Regions from separate parts of the Mus musculus genome. Here region 2 is linked to region 1. A link is a contact called in public promoter capture Hi-C data. All regions are on one chromosome and are shown on one strand. The core of a region is the stretch at or near the end of the contact, and the rest is flanking DNA. Distances in the headings are between cores, read along the strand shown.

Region 1 (4,776 bases), core at 934-3,433:
CAGTGTGCCTCAAGAAAGGGAAAAATCACAGAACAATAATCTCAATGCATGGGAAAAGAAAAATGAACCAGAAAAGAATTCTGTAGCAGTGACTTGTGTAATGGTGAGAGGAACTGGAAACCAAGCACAAAACTGAAGAGCCAACTATATACAGCATTAGAGGGGCACCGTTGCTGTGCTTCCTCTATTTGTCTATCTAGAGACATCGCTCTCCAATCCTTATACCCAGAGCTGTTTTCCAATTCGCTGATTGCCCTGGTCTGCTGACAGTGGTAAACTTCCCTTAAGAGGCAAATGTGCTAAGGGCTCCAGCTGCTGATAATCTTCTATAGCTTGTAGGGGGAAAGCTTGTTCAACATGAAACACAGAAGGATTAGAAATACAATCACACATTCTAAAAGTTAGTCATATGATAAATTTCCTGAAAGCTAAGTAGGTAGGTAGGTAGGTAGGTAGGTACATAGATACATATGTACATACATACATACATACATACAATACAGGATACAGATTGACTGATACTTGTTACATTGAAACATAAGAAGATAACCATTCTCAAGTATACACAAGCCCAGATGACAGAAAGACATTGATAAAGCTCTAATCATTGAAGAATTGCCAGTTAAATCAGTACAAGAGAGCTTTTAACTAAAAGGCATGATTTACTGCAGAACAACAATTAATGAGATCTATGAGACAAGAGAAAAATGAGATGAAAGATTTTAGCATGCAGACAGGACACAGATGGTTTCTTAGAGACATCTCAGGGAGATATGAGGCTAGATGTAGTTCAGCTTGGTAAGAACATACAATATATTTGACACATTATAGGCAAGAATGGTCACAATATAAACTTTAATTAGGCAGTAAAAGGTGAACATATAATCAGCGAAGAGCTGAACTCTGGGTCAGGTTGGGGTGTTGGCATTTGGGAATTAGGCACCAAAAACGCCCCTGTGAGTCCACCCTGGGACATACAGAAAGACCCTGACACATAAATAGTGAGAGGGCTGCCTTCTAGCCTATCTTCTTTCCTTTGTATCAGCTGCTAATCCCAGGAAACATTTCCTGCCAGGGCCTTCCCATGGTCACACCAGGCTGGAATGCAGAGCAGCATCTTCCTCAGGTCCCTTCTTATAAGCTGCTTCTTGCAGTAAATGGGAGCAAAGAACTTCACAACTAAACAATGTGCACAGACTGAGAGACCTTGAAGTCCTCAGTCCTAAGTTGGATGGATGTTTTCATCAATTCCCTCTCCCTAAACCTCAGGAAGCCTGCAAACGAGAAAGTGGAACGACTGGGAGAGCCATAAAGGATTCATGACCCCAAGGAGACAGCAAAGACAACAGGACTTATGTACATATGAACTCAAAGAAACTACAGCAGCACACACAAGCTCTGCCAGGGTCCCAGAGATGGGTTCCCACTGGCCAAAAAAAAAAAAAAAAAAAAAAAAAAAAATCTCCAATGAAGCCTTACTGGGTATATTAATCACACTTCAGGGTAGGCCCTATGCTCAGGAGTATTTAATTGGCCAACAGAAAACCTTTGTAGACCTTTTGTCTTTGTTTATTTGTTTGGGCATTTCTTTGGTCTTATTGGTCTTTTGCTTTTGAAGTTGGATGGGTAGCGGGTAGATAGGATCTGGGAGGAATTAGGAGAGAACAAAAACATGATCAACATATATTGTATGAAAATATTTTCCAACTAAGAAAACAGAAAACAGAGAGGAGAGGAGAAAATAGCACAGGGTAGGAACTCAGGCACTCACAGAGGGAGAGAATACTTGGCTTTGTGTCTGGAATTCATTGCATGTTCAAAGAATGCAAGCTGTTGAGGTTAATGCTCTTTTTTTGAGAGTATGTGCTCCCTAATATCAAATATTGACTTTGGTCATGCAATTAGCTGGAAAATCATTCATTACTTCATTATGTAAAAGTCACTTAAAGAGGCCTGTTTTTTTGAATTGTCATCAACACATTAAATCTTTATTTAATGTCATCTAGAATTCACACCGTTTCCTAACTGTCAAAGGTAATTAACTGTTCCCTGTGAGCTTTCATTTCATATCCTCAGCTCAGTGATGCTGATCAGGACCAAAAGAGACCCAGCTGGTGATGATATCTGAGTGATGAAACAGTGACAGATGTAACAAAGATGGGAGGGGCTAAGGGGTGCATGAAGTGACCATTGGGAGGTTCAGAGCAAACCATTAAGGGCATGCTCTCCCTGAGCCAAGGTAGAGAATCCTGTTCCTCACAGCTCTGTGCTCAGAAACTCTGCAAGAAAGGTGAGTCTTGAGCCTGGAGCTCCTCTTCCCAAACAGTTGAACTAGCTATATAGTGCATGGAGCTTTTAGGAGAGTAGCATATAGGATGACTTGGACTAAGAAGTTCATCAAATCAAACTTCTTTCCCTTTGTTTGAAAAGTCCCAGTAGAAGCATACTCTCCTGTTTCTCAGTCTTCCTATCTGGAGTTTTCTCCACCTGCTGATTTTGCCTAGAGCCCTTACCTATCCAAACCTGCTGGCTCCGGTAGACATCCCCCAGGAGACAAGTGAGCAGAAGATTCCGGCCTCTGCTGATCTTCTTTCTATACCTCGAAAGGAAAGAGCTGGACCATCATGAAACTTATTATCTATCTCACCATCCTAGCTGGTATGTATTTAAGACTTAGTACTCTGTTCATTACAGTGTGGGTTAACCTAAACATAGTGAGGTGAAATAAGTGGGTTGATGGCTTGCAGATTTATGCATATCTACTGATATGAGTAGAATCTGAGTCTCTTCAGTTAGAGCCCATCCAAGGGCTAAACACAAACAGTATACCCTAAGTATTAAGCTCTTGGATAGATTATGGCATATACCTGCCCTGTAGAACCCTCAACAATGAGAGTGCCCTCTGGTGATTGTGAAATATGAGCCTCATTGCTTTCGGGGAAGATCCTAATGTGATCACATGAGCAGAAGGCCCAGTTTGACTTCTGGTTTCTCCTCTGTACCATAACTTGGAATGCAGGAAGTGGTAAAGGTTAGAACAAAAGACTTAATTTGATGGTTTCTACTACTTCAGTCTCTGCTTCCATGAATTTGGGATTGAAGAATTTTCCACCAGCCCATGTCACATACTAGCTGGATTGACTTTGGGAAATCTAACTAACCCAGCACCTCATATAGAGCTCAAAATCTTTTGCCTTTATTAATAATCTATCTTCCCTGCTTTGAAGTTTTTAAGTATGGTTACACAGAGGTTAGGCATAGGCCCAGATGTGGGCAAGTTGGCAGAAGTACCAGTAAGAGCATAGAAGACAGCCCTAGTCTCAGCCTACATCTCTATTACACTCCACTGCTTTTTTTTTACTTTTTGAAAATTTTAAATCAAGTGTCACTATTTTTGATGTGTTCTACTTACTTGTGTGTTTTTTATTTCAATATCTAACATTATATATTAGATTTTTATGCTTCCAATGTTTAACAACTATTATGTATTACTAAAAATGTATACACTTATCAATTATCTTTGCCTACATCTGGTTATGTCTTTAAAATGGATTCCTATTGTTGGAATACTCAAGCGACAATTATGAACTAGTTATAGCTCTTGATGCCCATTTCTAAATTGCTTTCCAAGACAATAAAATCAATTTATGAGCAGAGACTATATCATTTATATTATACCTTTTCTTACAATGAATATTACCAATATTGCCATTATTTTTCTTAAAGTATGTCATTTTAATTTACATCTTTATTAGAGGAAAAACTACTTCCCCCAGACAACTGATTACTCCCTTAAAATCATTCATACTTCTTTACTGCTGGGAAGATGAGAATGTCTCATTTGCTCTGATATTTGTGTGATATTGTTTTCTCAGGAACAGCTTTAGTCACTCACTCATCTGTGCAGAAAGAGGACCATGCTCCCTACTTAGCATACCTCAAGTCTAACTTCAATCCCTGCGTGGGTGTCCTCATCAAAGCCAGCTGGGTGCTGGCCCCATCTCACTGCTATTTACCGTGAGTATTGAGCATCCCCTCCCCAAATAGGTTCTCCTCATCCTAGATCAGTGATTCTCAATTGGGGACAACTTTCCCCCCATGATATGTTTAGAAATGTCTGAAGGTATTTTGGATTTTCACAATCAGGAATAGTGCTACTAGCTTCTAATGGGAAGCATCCTAGAAAGATGCTGTAAATTTCCGTAGAAGATGTCTTCACCTAAAACTCGGTGCTGCTGTTGACAGACTGTTTTGTACTATGCTTCCCCTGCTGCCCCATGAGCTTTTCAAGGTTTTTCCTCCCCCTGGAAATGTGATTACATCTAGTCAAGTAGGGGTTCAGCAGGTGACTCAAATTCATAAGCTGAGTAAATTGAAAAGAGATGTTCTTTAAAGGAACTTATAGTATGAGATAGTTCCATGTCCCACCAGAGAAATATTGAGCAAATACAGTGACCGTCCTTATCCTAAGAGAAAAGAATGGTTTTAATAGAATAGGAACAATCACTGAATGAAGATGCTATGTGATAGGAACTGTGACTTTTGCCAAAAGGCACTTTTAAAAGTCTATGGCAGTACCTCCTGGAAAAGGTCTGGGAAGATAAATACTCCAACATCACTCTTCTTCCTCCAAATACTTTCTTGAACTTCCTATTGATTAGAAGCCAGAAAAGAAAGCTCATTGATTTAAACCACATCATCTTCCAAATCAAAAAGGGAGGAGGAAAAGGGGAGTTGTTGGTGGGCTTGTTATCCAACACTCTGGTCATTTTACTC
Region 2 (4,776 bases), core at 1,332-3,831, 75 kb before region 1:
AGCATGAGCCATTGGAGTTCTGCTTAGAAAACTGGGTAATAAGGAGGGCCCATGGGAGCACTGTAAATTTTCCTCAAAAGGAAAAACAAAATAGTCATCAGAGGTGGATGGAGAGAGGGAACTGTGTGGGAGAGGAGGTGAGGAAGGAATGGGGATGGCAGTCAGGTGTGGGGAGAGGAGGGCAGGTTAGGTCTAGGAATGATAATGGTAATCAAGGGGGGGCATCTCTGGAACTAACTGGAGACCTGGGCCAGGAGACTACAGGGAGTCTATGGAGGTGACTGTAGCTGAGATTCCTATAAGCAGGAGATATAGAGACTAAATAGGCTACCTCCTGTAGCCAGACAGAACTTTTAGTGAAGGAAGGGGGATATCAACCTACTCATAAAACCTTCAACCCAAAATTTGTCCTGCCTTCAACATGTGCAGGGAAAAGATGGAGCAGAGATGAAGAAACAGCCAACCAATGACTGGCGCAACTGACCCATCCATGTGAGAGAGCTAGTTCCTGACACTATTAATGATACTCTGCCATGCTTGCAGAGCCTAGTATAACTGTTTTGAGAGGCTTCATCCAGCAGTGGATGAAAACAGATGCAGAGGCCCAGAGCAAAACATCAGACAGAGCTCAGGGAGTCATGAAGAAGAGTGGGAACAGGATTGAGAAAGCTGGAGGGTCAAGGGCACCATAAAAAGAATTACAGAGACAACTGGGCCCAGGGTTGCTCACAAAAACTGAAGCACCAACCAAAGAGCATGCATGGGCCGAACTTAGGCCCACTACACATATGTAGTAGATATGCAGCTTGGTCTTCATGTGAGTACCCTAAAAATTAGATTGGGGTCTATCTCTGACTCTGTTGCCTGCTATTGAGTCCCCTTCTCCTACTTGGACTACCTGGTTGGGCCTCAGAGGGAAAGGATATTTCCAATCCTACTGGGACTTAGATGTCCCAGGGTGGGGTGGTACCCAAGGATGTGTCCCCTTCTCTAAGGAGAATGGGAGGTGGTAATGAGGAGGGATTTCTAATGGCAGGACTGGGAGGAAAGGAGGGAAGGGGGCTATGATCAGGATGTAAATGAATAAAAATATATAAATTACTGATAAAAAACAAGTAAGCATGCTTACTTTTTCTTCATCACTATAAAGTCATCTTTTCACTGTTTTTCAGCCTAGAGGACTTTTGGATCTTCTGCCTTCCTGCTTGTAATGTAATAGCTGTCTTCAAAATAATTTAGTTTTCAGCAACTTGACCATGAACTGTGTAGATATGAGTTCCTTTGTATAGATCCACTCTAGAGTTTGATGACCTTCCTGGATCTACAACCTGAGTTAATAAAGTCTTGATGACCAAACCCAGGCCTCACATGAGCTTTAAAAATGTTTTACTTCTGAGCAGTATCCCTAGCCAATTCAGTACAAAAGTCTTAATGTATATAGGCTGAACTGACCTCAAAGATGGCTTATTCTGATGATTTACCCATTGTATGAGTCTAGACTATTCTCTCCAACACAAATTGTTGCATCATCTTGATCTTCAATTCAGTGAAGAATTAAAACTGAATTACTCAAGGATTTGAAAAGATAACAACATTGACTTTGTCTTCTGTTTTACCATCACTCACATGGGGGTTGTTCTCAGTCATGAAACTTACTTTTTCTTTCTAGGCCTCTTTAAAAGATTCTTAAGAGAAAATGTCTCAGTGTATCTATCCCCATCTCAAACTTTATGTCCTCAGGCATTTACTAGGAAAACCTTAAGGAAGGGATGGTGCAATGGCAGAATTGTAACTGAGTGGGCAGAGGGACTCCAGTTTGGCCCTCACTGGGCACAGAGACTAATCAGACACAGTCAGTACTTGATTTTTAGCTCAGAAATATATACATACTTACAGACAACAATAAAATAATGATAGGGTGCATTTAATTAGGTGTCCAAATATTAGCATAAGCAAAACATGTGACAATAGTTTGGATTAGAATTTACATAAATGATGTGGAATAAAAGGTTTAGATGAATGAGCAAAGCCAATGTTTAACTGAGACTTCTCATATTAGTGGTTATCACAGAACCTAAGATAATGAAGTGACATTATTATGACAATTATTTTATAAAGACTCACATGACAATGTTGTGTGGGATTAGTTTGAAAGAGTGAAGGCAAAGTGTTTGGTCATTTGCACCTCAGTCATAATCAAAAGAGACAAATTTCCTGTTTCAGGATGTGGGAGTGGAAATAGAGAAGTAGTAGATGACTGTCCGGTCTGTGTTCATTCAGAGATGATGCACCTAACCCTCAAGAGACTAGAAGCCCCAGGGAGTTTAGAGGTCAGGTGGGGTCAGGGGTGGGGACCTCCACATGGAGACAGGGGGTGAGGAGGAAGTGTGGGATGTGGAACAGTCAAAGGGAGAATGGGAGTGGGGGATAAAACATGGAATGGAAAATAAATAAATAAATACATCAAATAAAAAGAAAGGAAAGATCTAAGAATGCTTTGGAAATGCATCATCATCTAGTGTCTAGAGAGTGGTCAGCAGAGAAGGAATTAGCATGGCTGATTCATTGCTGGGTGCTGCTATGATGCAATCATCAGTAAGAAACGAAGAAGTTGAAAGAGGTTTCTTCCCTCCAGCTTTGAGGAAATGCTAGTGTACCTTAGGACTTACTACAACAGGGTTGACAGCAGATCCAGGTTTAGAAACGAGGAGTGCCTGATTCACATTAGATGTCAGATCTAAAACTGGACTCATAATCAAAAGAAATTTGTCTTTACAAATGTAGGTTTGGGGTTAGGTTATAAAGGCAGAAGGAAAATATTGGCAATGTTGGAAGAGGCCATTATAATTATTATTATTGTTGTTGTATATTTTATTTATTTACATTTCAAATGTTATTCCCTTTCCCAGTTTCCCCTCTGGAAAACCCCTGTCCCACCCTCCCTCTCCCTGCTTCTATTAGGGTGCTCCCCCACCTGCTCACCCACTCCTGCAATTCCCCTACACTGGGGGGCATCAAGCCTTCACAGGACCAATGGCCTCTCCTTCCATTGATGTCTGACAAAGCCATCCTTTGCTACTATGCAGCTGGAGCCATGGGTCCCTCCATCTGTACTCTTTGGTTGGTGGTTTAGTTCCTGGGATGATACTGCTGTTCTTCCTATGGGTTGCAAACCCCTTCAGCTCCTTCATTCCTTTCTCTAACTCCTCCACTGGGGATCCCGTGCTCAGTCCAATGGTTGGCTAAGAACATATGCCTCTGTATTTGTCAGGCTCTGGCAGAGCCTCTCAGGAGACAGCTATATCAGGGACCTGTCAGCAAACACTTCTTGGCATCTGCAGTAGTGTCTGGGTTTGATGACTGAATATAGGATGGATCCCTAAGTGGGGCAGTCTCCAGATGACTTTTCCTTCAGTCTCTGCTCCACACTTTGTCTCCATATTTCCTCCCTTGGGTATTTTTTGCCCTTCTAAGAAGGACTGAAGCATCCACACTTTGTTCTTCCTTCTTCTTGTATTCCAAGCTTTGGGCTAATGTTCACTTATCAGTATACCGTGTGTGTTCTTTTGTGACTGGGTTACCTCACCAAAAGCTAGAAAACAATCTTCTTCCAAGAAACCCAAAAGAAGATAGCCACACAAACATAATTCCAACAACAAAAATAACATGAGGCCATAAAGTCTTGAGAAGATCAGGTGAATGAGAGATTACAGGGAGAGTTGGGTTTTCATGTATTTTTTTTCTTTGTTTCTTTCTGTTTTTTTTTTTGTTGTTGTTGTTTGTTTGTTTGTTTGTTTGTTTTCCCTTACCACATATCCTGCCTAAGGGTGGCTGTTTGTCCTTACATACCACTAGTATCCTGCCCTTTACCATATTTAATAGCTCATTCTAGACCCATAGATATCCATTCCTGAGCCCTTTCTAACTTAATCTGAGAAAAGGCTCTAGTTCATGAAGTCCATCCGATCCTTATGACCATGCTCCCTGTCATGATGCTTTGCACACACAGGAGTGAGCAGAGACCAGAGGCCTAGTTTGATTTGCCTTCTGATTTTACAGAGACCCAGTTATATCTTAACCCACTTTGCTTTGTGTGTTTTGGTTTTTGTTCACTTTGTTTTGTTTTGCCATGAGGCTGAATGCTGACCCTAGAGCCTCACACAGGCTTGGCCATGTGACCGGCCACAGAGCCACATCTCCAGCTGCATCTTCACCTAGTTTAGTTTACACTGTTTCTTTTGTTTCTTTTCTCTGGGGCTGAAGATTGAACCCTGAACATATTAACTGAGCCCCATCCCCAGCTGCTTCTTCATCCACTTTGATTTAAATCTACAACCACTTCTATTCCATGGACCACTATGTCCCTGTCCCTTAAATTTGCTTGAAGCTATAACATTGCTTTCAAAGACCTGTGATAAAGTAGGTGTTACAAAACTACTTGGGTGGGACAGCTAAGTCTATGGACAGACAGACAAGGGAAGGAATAAACATGCAAGTCTACTATGGATTAAGAAAACAACAGTCTTTAAGAATTAGAATCCTGAGATTCCACCTCACACCAGTCAGAATGTCTAAGATCAAAAATTCAGGTGACAGCAGATGCTGGCGAGGATGTGGAGAAAGAGGAACACTCCTCCATTGTTGGTGGGATTGCAAGCTTGTACAACCACTCTGGAAATCAGTCTGGCAGTTCCTCAGAAAATTGGACATATTACTACCAGAGGATCCCACAATACCTCTCCTGGGCATATATCCAGAATATGTCCCAACCAGTAA

Evidence for each region. Promoter capture Hi-C pulls out the DNA fragments that hold promoters and counts their contacts.
Region 2: a contact with region 1 is called in a promoter capture Hi-C map of macrophages, with 7 read pairs. The contact joins the enhancer-like site here to the promoter of Prss37 in region 1. A contact is called at or near these places in 2 of 39 promoter capture datasets (the C10 cell line and macrophages), 1 of 115 datasets of contacts at active chromatin or transcription factors (embryonic stem cells) and 3 of 9 other capture datasets (adipose tissue, liver and pancreatic islet).

The regions. Positions count from the first base shown.
Region 1 is chr6:40,516,915-40,521,690 of GRCm38.p6, reverse strand. It overlaps Prss37 (protease, serine 37), which reads left to right and starts at 2,183. Exons shown (of 6, transcript NM_026317.2): 1 at 2,183-2,290; 2 at 2,505-2,658; 3 at 3,876-4,017. The coding sequence starts at 2,625.
Region 2 is chr6:40,592,811-40,597,586 of GRCm38.p6, reverse strand. No RefSeq gene overlaps it. Among named protein-coding and RNA genes, the nearest start is that of Clec5a, 9.4 kb to the right of the region's middle. Within about 2 kb of position 2,581, at least 49 of the 459 cell types and tissues checked have an H3K27ac peak or open chromatin away from gene starts, as enhancers often do. A contact at or near this core is called in macrophages, where this site is marked.